2 separate regions of the Mus musculus genome follow, and region 1 is linked to region 2. Evidence: chromatin contacts called from public Hi-C data. All regions are on one chromosome and are shown on one strand. The core of a region is the stretch at or near the end of the contact, and the rest is flanking DNA. Distances in the headings are between cores, read along the strand shown. Region 1 holds the start of Slc26a8 (solute carrier family 26, member 8). Region 2 holds the start of Ube2i (ubiquitin-conjugating enzyme E2I).

What was found. A called contact is a pair of places that touch in the nucleus more often than the background predicts.
Region 1: a Hi-C map of B cells shows a contact between it and region 2, with 6 read pairs. The contact joins the promoter of Slc26a8 here to the promoter of Ube2i in region 2.

Annotation. Positions count from the first base shown.
Region 1 is chr17:28,688,694-28,693,053 of GRCm38.p6, forward strand. Slc26a8 (solute carrier family 26, member 8) reads right to left here and starts at 1,294. Exons shown (of 20, transcript NM_001290320.1): 1 at 1,024-1,294. Mapk14 (mitogen-activated protein kinase 14) reads left to right here and starts at 2,649. Exons shown (of 12, transcript NM_011951.3): 1 at 2,649-3,162. The coding sequence starts at 3,047.
Region 2 is chr17:25,271,377-25,275,382 of GRCm38.p6, forward strand. It overlaps Ube2i (ubiquitin-conjugating enzyme E2I), which reads right to left and starts at 2,055. Exons shown (of 7, transcript NM_001177610.1): 1 at 1,945-2,055. Gm17801 (predicted gene, 17801) reads left to right here and starts at 2,748. Exons shown (of 1, transcript NR_027452.1): 1 at 2,748-4,006.

The DNA.
Region 1 (4,360 bases), core at 44-2,543, 3.4 Mb after region 2:
CCCAGCCTTTATCTTTAAGCAGGCTTTCATTGCTAAAAAACACTTAAAAAAAAATACAAGCACGTTAACACAGCTCTTTTTGCTTCTGCTACCCTCAGCCATCTGTCCATCCATCCATTCACCCACTCACTGATTCGTTTAAAATCTCTATTTGGGATATTTTAAATGCAAAAAAATGTAACCCGATTTATAAAATTTTGACTCAAAGGACCAGAAACCCTCAAAATTAGTTAAGGTACAAGAATATCTTTTACCTAATTAAGTCATCTTTCACATGCTTTCTAAAACCATAAGACAAAATTCACTTCCAATTAAAAAAAAAAAAAAAAAAAAGCACTTGTATTTCCCAACCAAAAACCTCATTGCCTGTGACTCTCAGTTTTGGTGGAGAATGTATTGGGGATGGTCTAGTGGCAGGAGATGCTTGAAGGTGGCAGCCCTCCAGCTGCTGACAGGTCACATAAACACCTTCCCTTAATGCTAGTCAGTGTGATACCAAGCAGGTGTGGTAGAGAGATCCTCATTACTGGGCTGAACAGTGGAGACTTCATGGGGGGACCCAAAGTCCAGCAATAAGGACTAGAAGACAGAGAAGGAGGAGAGGGGACAGAGGGTGGGCTTAAGGCAGAGAGAACAAAATGAGCAGAACAGTAAAGTCTGGAAGCAAAGGGGGCCCTGAGCTGCGGCCTGATGAGGACACAGAGAGTGGAAGTGTGGGGGGCCCACAGTCCAGTTCCTTCAGCTGTGGACATCACAGAGATGCGAATTTTTGAAAGGATCCAGTATGCAAATTCCATGTTGTCTCTTGCCATTTCGGTTTCACGCAGCCTTTCTATAAGGAGAGAGAAGTTCCAGGGACCACCGCTATTCATTCATTCATTCATTCATTCATTCACCCACTCCTTGTGCCTGGGACACTCCTGGCTCTGCAGGTGACCCAAGCAGCCACGCTCTGGGACGCGAGCGGGCTGTCAGCTCCCAGGCGGCAGCCAGAGCTCCGGACCGCTCCCGACCCAGGCTCACCTGGTTTCCGGTGGCCCGCAGGAGCGCAGACGCTGGGGACAGACTCGGCTCCAGCCTGGCTGGCGGCAGCGCTGCGGACGCGGAGGCCGGCAGTTCCGGAGCCGTTGCTGCAGAACCCGCGGGCGTTCCGGCTGTGCGGGTGACGGGCGAGGATGGCATCTGGGCCGAGGAGAAGGGGTCCCTGCTGCCCTCCACATACCCGGATCTTCTAGAAATAGCCACGAGAATAAGATTTCCCCTTTCTCCTGCTCGGTGTAGGCATGGGTGGATGTGGGTTCTTACGGGTCTAACTTTCCCCATTCACTTTTATTAGCTTTCTCGGCTTCTACGGAAGATTCCACTAGGTGGGAATGCAGGGTCGCATTGATCTTGTAGAGACTAGAACCAGGGCCTAAGAAAGCTCAACAGACTTACCTAAATGAGATGCGGTCAGAATGCTCGCCCTAGTAGTTCTCCATACTCTCAGAGGCATGAATTAAGTCTTTAATACCCACCCCCCAATTTTCTTTTAAATTTCTAAACTTTGGATGGCTCTAAAGGGCAAGAGTCGGTCTCAAACCCGAGTGATGGTTTTTGGGGTGTTGCACATACGGTCTCATCACTACACAGCAGAGGCTTGGTCTCCTGGTTTTTCCAAATGCTAGAATTACAGGATTTGTAAATACAAATAAACAAATAAATAAATAAACAAATAAATAAATAAGAAGGGTCCCCTGGTCTTTCCAAATGCTGGAATTACAGGTTGTGTATAAATAAATAAATAAGAGAAAGGTCTCTTGGTCTTTTCAAATGCTGGAATTACAGGTTCTGTACATATAAATAAATAGTATGAAAGGGTCTCCTGGTCTTTCTAAATGCTGGAATTACAGGCTGTGTAAATAGATATATATGTATGCATGTATATGAAGGGTTTTCTGGTCTTTCCAAATGCCGGAATTGCAGGTGGTGTAAATATAAATAAATAAATGAGAAGACCTTCCTGAAATGGAATGACCTACTTGCAGTGTGTGTGTGTACCTTCCCCTTCCAGTAGTGGGTATTGAACCCAGGGCCTTGCAAATGCTGGTCCCCAGCCTGGAAGTGGCCATTCATGATGTCTACCTCTGACCTCGTGCATTGGAACTCCCTGTGGGTCCCTGGAACCTCCTTCTGCCACTTCTGCCTGAAAACATGTAGGAGCGCCTGGAGGGAGAGCCTGGGCTTTGAGGCAAGACTAATATTTGCCTAGGGGGCAGGTTTCACCAGCATCCCGAGGTGAGCCACTTGTCCTTGAGCAGACCGGAATGCGACAGCTTTCTGGACAGGGCCTGTCTGTTCTTTCAAGTTGTTCTTGGAAATTGACGACTCTAGTGAGCAGGTTGCTCGGAGTTCAAAGATCATTTGGCTCTCTTCCCCGACGCTGTCACAGCGGCTTTCCGCCATGGCGCCAGGCATTCGCCCGTGCGACCACAGAGAGGCGCGCGCGCCCCGCGCTGCGGCCTCCACCCTTGGCGCCCCGGGGAGCCCAGTCCCCGAGAGTTCCTGCCTCGGCTCCCCAAGCCGCGTCCCTCTTCTCGCGAGATCTGCCGGCCCTGCGCGCTCTTCTCGCGACCCCCCGCCCCGTGGGCAGGTTCCATATTGGGTAAGATCTGGATTCAGAGCGGGGCCTCCTTGGAGCTGTTCTCGCGAGAGTTCCGCGAGAGGCTCCCGGCCGCTGCCTGTGGGATCGCCGCCACTGGAGCCCAAGCGGGGCGCTGAAGCGCGAGCGGGTGTCTTGCGGCGTCGGCGTGCGCTCCCTCCCCGGGGAGCGGCTGCAGGAGGACCGCGGCGGGAGCAGCCTCGAGCCGTGCAGCCGGCTCCGGCACCTTGCCGACGCTCGTAGGAGCCGCCGCGGCTGACAGGGGCGGCGGGTCGCAGCCTCCACACCTGCGCGGGTGGCGGGCGCGGGGTCCGGTCTGCCGCGGGCGGGCGCAGAGGAGAGCGTGCGGCTGCAGGCAGGAGCCCCCGCTCGGCCACCTCCTCGCCCCGCTGCTGCCGCTGGAAGATGTCGCAGGAGAGGCCCACGTTCTACCGGCAGGAGCTGAACAAGACCATCTGGGAGGTGCCCGAACGATACCAGAACCTGTCCCCGGTGGGCTCGGGCGCCTATGGCTCGGTGTGGTGAGTGTCGCCGGGCCTCGGGTTAGGGGTGGGGTGGGGGGACGCGGTGGAGCAAGCAGGGTGGCCCTGCATGCCTGAGGGCCAGGCCTGTCCCCACAGCTCAGCGATGCGCCCAGCGGCAGGAATTCTCCTCCGGGCGTGTCTGGGGGTGCAGGGGGCAGCTGGAGCGGGACGTGTCCTGCACCCCTCGCCCTGCATACGCAGGTCGGGGGCGAGCCGTGTGCGGGAGCGGGTCAGCTGCGGACGCGGTGGGATGCTTCTCTACCCTGCGCTCTCCCTGCTCCCAAGACTGGCCCTCCCGGGGGTCCTCTGCTGCAGCGCGGCCTCAGGACCCTGCCTCCGGGTACCGCCACTCGGGACGCGGGAGCCCTGCCCCGGGGAGCAGACGAGCTGGGCGGAGCTCCAGCGAGGAGCTGTAGGGCAAAGCCTGACCCGGGGACTGCGGTCACCTGAACGAAACTTGCAAGAGAAAGCGCTCCTTTCCCGGAATTTTTTTTTTTTTCCTTTTTTCTCCCCCTTTTCCCATTTTTGCAAGCCTCCATCGAAAAATCCTGTCTCAGGAAACGTTCCTTTGGGATTCGCACTTGAATTAGCAGCACCCCGAAGAGCTTAAAATACCGACTTTATCTCGGGGACCACGGTGCCAGCTTGCGTGGTGTGTTTCCGATTCGGTTGAAAGCGTATTTCCTTTTCGGGGAGGGAGGGTGGCAGCGCCTTGCAAGGACGCTCCAGCTCGCCGCTTAGTCACATACCACTGCTCATTTCAGTATTGTTTGACAAAACAGTTTTCCATACCGAGCAGAGGGGCGCCCCTCAAGATCAAGAAGGTAGGACTAGAGCTGGAGGTGTAGATAGCTTTTAATTGAAGTAATTCATGGGGGTGCTTTTCTTTTTTTTAAGTCCCTTAGAAGATTTGCGGAGTTTTATCAGCTTGTAAGTACCGAGGTACGTGGTGGTTTTCGGGAGATCCTGGAACATAGGAAACGATGCTTTTTAGCTTTCCTTAACACCGGGTGGGGGAGGGGGGTAGGAGTGGGGGGGGGCCTATTTTAGTTCCACTATGGCTCTCCCTGTCTTGCCTGGAACTCAACAAATTTTGTCTGCCAGCTCTGAGAATAAAGGCTTTTGCTACCATGCATGGCCCTGGGAGCAGGTTTCAGATTAAATTTCTACCATAAAACTTCCACTCCAGAAATGT
Region 2 (4,006 bases), core at 805-3,304:
ATTAAAAAAAAAAAAGCACAAGCCACCAGGACAAGCCTTGACAATGTTGGCATTCCTTCTAAGCATACCTGGCTCTATCAAACATCCCGATTCCTTTTTTTATAAATCACAACAGACAGTACTTATGCTCCACAAACTCCAATACCAAATCACAAAGTATACAAATTAAAGGCAAGGCTCCTCTCTTACAGACCTCAAGTCCAAAACAGAGAGTCCAGCCCAAACCCAACTGTCTTTTCCTAGCACAGGAGTAGAGCCTGTCTAGGAACAAGCACCAAGGTTCTGCCACAAAACCCCAACCTGCCCTAATAGTCATCTCTTAGGCAATTTACGACCCAGGTGGCGCTCATCTAAGAGTGACTGGAGCATAGGGCTTCACTTCCAATGTGTCCCTCTTTTCAACTTCTCAACGCACAGGCCTGCCCAATCTCTTTCTCTAGCATCTTCCACTGAAGCAGCTATCCTCATCCAGCCAATCAGATGGCAGAAGATGGCAAGCAAGTCTGGGCAGGGTTTCCTAACAGGTTTCTCTCTGGAGCCCGGGGCCAGTGCTCTGGAGAAAGAAGCCTGGACACCGGGCCACACAAAGCTGTTGGGACAGCTGTAACTGACTTCAGGATAAAGTTGTGTGCCCAGAGAACTCTGTCCTAGCATCCAACTGCAGCTATCCTAAGTGAGAAGAACCGAGAAGCTAGCTCAACTGCTCTTGCCTGGACACTCAGTGTTAAGGAGACAGAACCAGGGAATCACCAAGAGTTCAAGGTTAGCCTTGGCTACAAGAGATCCTGTCTCAAAAACAGGGAGAAGTGAGAGGTGGCTCTTATCAGAACTCTTAAAGGCCTTTTGCCCCACGGTCGAGGAAAAGGAACCCTAGGAGCACCCTGGCAATGATCTAGGCAGAAACTTGGGGGGCAGTGCTGCTGCTCCCGCAAGCACTCCAAAAGCCACTTAAACACAACTTGCCTTCCCAGGCAAACAGTCACTTCACGAGCTAAAAGTTTTGTGATGCAATGACCAAACTAAACCAAACCAAACCAAAAAACCATTCCCCTCCCCACTACTAGAGACAGGAAGGACATACAGGGATGGGTCTTATGACTCCAGGCTTCCTACAGTGTACAGTATTTGTCTGGCGACACCACCTACTTCAGAGCTACTTACCGGTCAGAGAGCCTGTGCAAGGTTGCTTATCTCCGCCCACCTCGGCAGAGGGAACATGGGTACCAGGCACTACGGCTGGCTTGGATAGGGCGAAGCGGCCTCTTTTACTCGAATGCACACTGTAGGCCCTAAGGATCCTTCAGTAAGTATACCACGCTGTTTGTTAAGTTTCCAGTGGCAGAGACAGCCAGAGGAGGGCAGGACTGCGATCACTCACAGCCTGAATACCTTTAGAAAGAAAACAAACTCCCCTTCGACGCCCGTTTTCTGCTATGCAGGCAGGTAACTAACTCATCCACTAAAACAACAGTTCCTTAAGAATAAAGGAAGGTGGGGCAGAGAATATACACAAGACTCCCCCACAAAAACCCAAGCTACAAGCCTAGCGTCTCGGTAACGAACGAAGCCTTCTGATGTGACTCCGGGTGCTTACAGGCCCCGACACGGCCCAGTACTCACGGCCTTCCGCACTCTCACTCGCCTAACTACGGAGCCCAGCACCGCCCAGAACGCGTCTGGGAGCTACTGGGAAGCTCAGATTATCTGTTGCGGGGTCGGCGGAACTCAGTTCGCCAAGAGTAGGGGGGCAGTGGGCCGTGCTCCCAACCCTGTATTCTCCCGTGGCACAGCGGCTGGGCCCTAGTGCCCCGAAGGCCGAGACTCGGAGGCCGCGAGCGAGAGGAGGCCGCCGTGGCTCCGCTCGGCGCCTCCCGGAAGCTCACTGGGAACGGCGGCGAGTCCGGGCGAAGATGGGAGTGCGTGCGCAGGCCGGTGGCGGCTCACCTGGGCGACCGCGGCCCGGACCGTCGCGGCGGCAGAGGCGGCGGCGCTCCTTTGTCTCGGGACTTCCCTCCGCGCCCGCCGCGCGCAGCACGGAGCGCAGGACCCCAGCGGGCGGGGCGGGGCCTGAGCTGGGCTGCCCGCCACACGCCTGCTCAGCTTACCGTCCCTCCCGTCCGGTGGCCTACGCGTCTACTTAAACACGAGCTTCCCGCAGCCCGCACGCGGCTGCCGCGCCCTCGTTGCCCGCGACCGCCTAAGGAGCCCGAGCCCAGGGCGCCTGTCCAAGCAGGCGGTGCCCTGAACGGCCGCACTCTTAAAGGGGCCGCGTCCTAGGCTCGAGGGAGCGTCTGCAAACTCCTCTTCGGGATGAGCGCGTCCACTCGAGGACACATCAGAGAGTCGTGTGAGGAAAAAGAAGCATAGATTCCCAAGGGTCATCCGGATGCTCAGAGGGCACCTTCCCGGGCACAGGCTCTGGAGGTATCCTTGGGCTCAAGGCCCGAGTCCCGGGAGCAAAGATCACTGAGGCCTAAACATCCTGGGAATCGTCGCAGTACGGTGACGATCCCCGGAACTTAGCGCGCTGTGACACTTTCTGCAATTGGCCAGCTCAGGAACTTGGGCGGGGTGAACCTCGAAACTATCCAATGAACTAGCCTCATACAAAGGGCCAAACGCAAGCAAAACCGACGGGGAGAGAAATGTGGATGCTCCCTAACCTACGAGTTAGCCCCCTAGTGGGGGAGGGGAATGGGCCTGCGCCGTGGGGGAGGGGCAGCACCCGCGGACCCCCCCCCCCGCGCGCGCGCCCCAGGCCTCTTCCCTGTGCCGCACCCCACACCTTAGTTCCACCTGAAACCCCTGTGCGGCTTCTGCTGGCCCCGCTGGACACGCTTTTGTCACGCCGTGGCCTAGTCCAGTTTCCTCGGCCAGTCCTCTGCAACCCAGCTCGGATGCTTCCTCACCGACTCACCGACGGGACGGGTACTTAGAACCGTCGGCTGGCCCCCTGGTGGCCATTCTGGCGCCTGCTCCTTTTTTTTTGGCACGTGCTGGAGGCCTTTCGGGGCCAGTTGCAGCCAACAAGGGCTTCCTGGGAATTTGGACTATGGGTCCAATTGCTGCCAGGGACTCCAGTGTTCATCTGTCAGTATCTCCGTCCATCTACTCACCACTCTCTCCTTCCTTCGTTCTCCTCTTACCTTTTGAGGTTGTTGGGTGCCCCAAAACAGGAACTAAGGTCCCATGCCCCTTGCCCACAATTGTCCAACATTCCCTGGAGCTCACCCTGTTAATTCCTCCTGTTCGTAGCCGTACTGTTTAAGAGTTAAGATCACAGTGAGCACCAGATCCTGAGGGACCTTGGTCTCTCATTGGGGCTGAGTTGTAGACAAGGTCGGCTTAGATACAAGTTCCTGACACACTAGATCTGTACCCCCAACAGATCTGGTTTGGATCCATCCCAGCCTGCAAAACAGCTTCCAAGTCTGGTGGCTCCTGGGCACTTAGGGATGTTGGCCTGTGAATTGTACCATCTGGGACCAAAGTTATCAGCAGATTGTCTGGGGGCTCTCATTTTGTGGCCGGTGGCTCTGAGTGGCCCAGTAATCTTTTTACTTTGTTTTTTTAGTTTAGGGTCCTATGCATTATCCCTGCCTGGCCTCCAACTGACCTTGAAGTCCTGTTCTATGTGATTCCACCCCTAAATTGCACAAATCGTACCACATCCACTTTGGAATCTACTTTTCAGCTAGGGTCACAGTTGAGCCTGGTCTGGACTCACGGATATTGGATTTTCTGCAGGAATGAGACTGAGGGAAAGACTGCGTGGAGAGGCAGCTGGAAGTCGTATGTAGTTATTGAAAGGATTGATCTGTGGTCCACAGGGCACTGCAGAAGGTTTAGAGCAGGAGTGTATGATGTAACGCCATGGTGTAGTGATAGTATGCAAATCACTCTAATCTCCCTAGCAGGCAAGCACTTCTTATGACTATCCCATGTAGATTCTTTTTTTTGTTTTGTTTTGTTTTTTTTGGTTTTTTGAGACAGGGTTTCTCTGTGT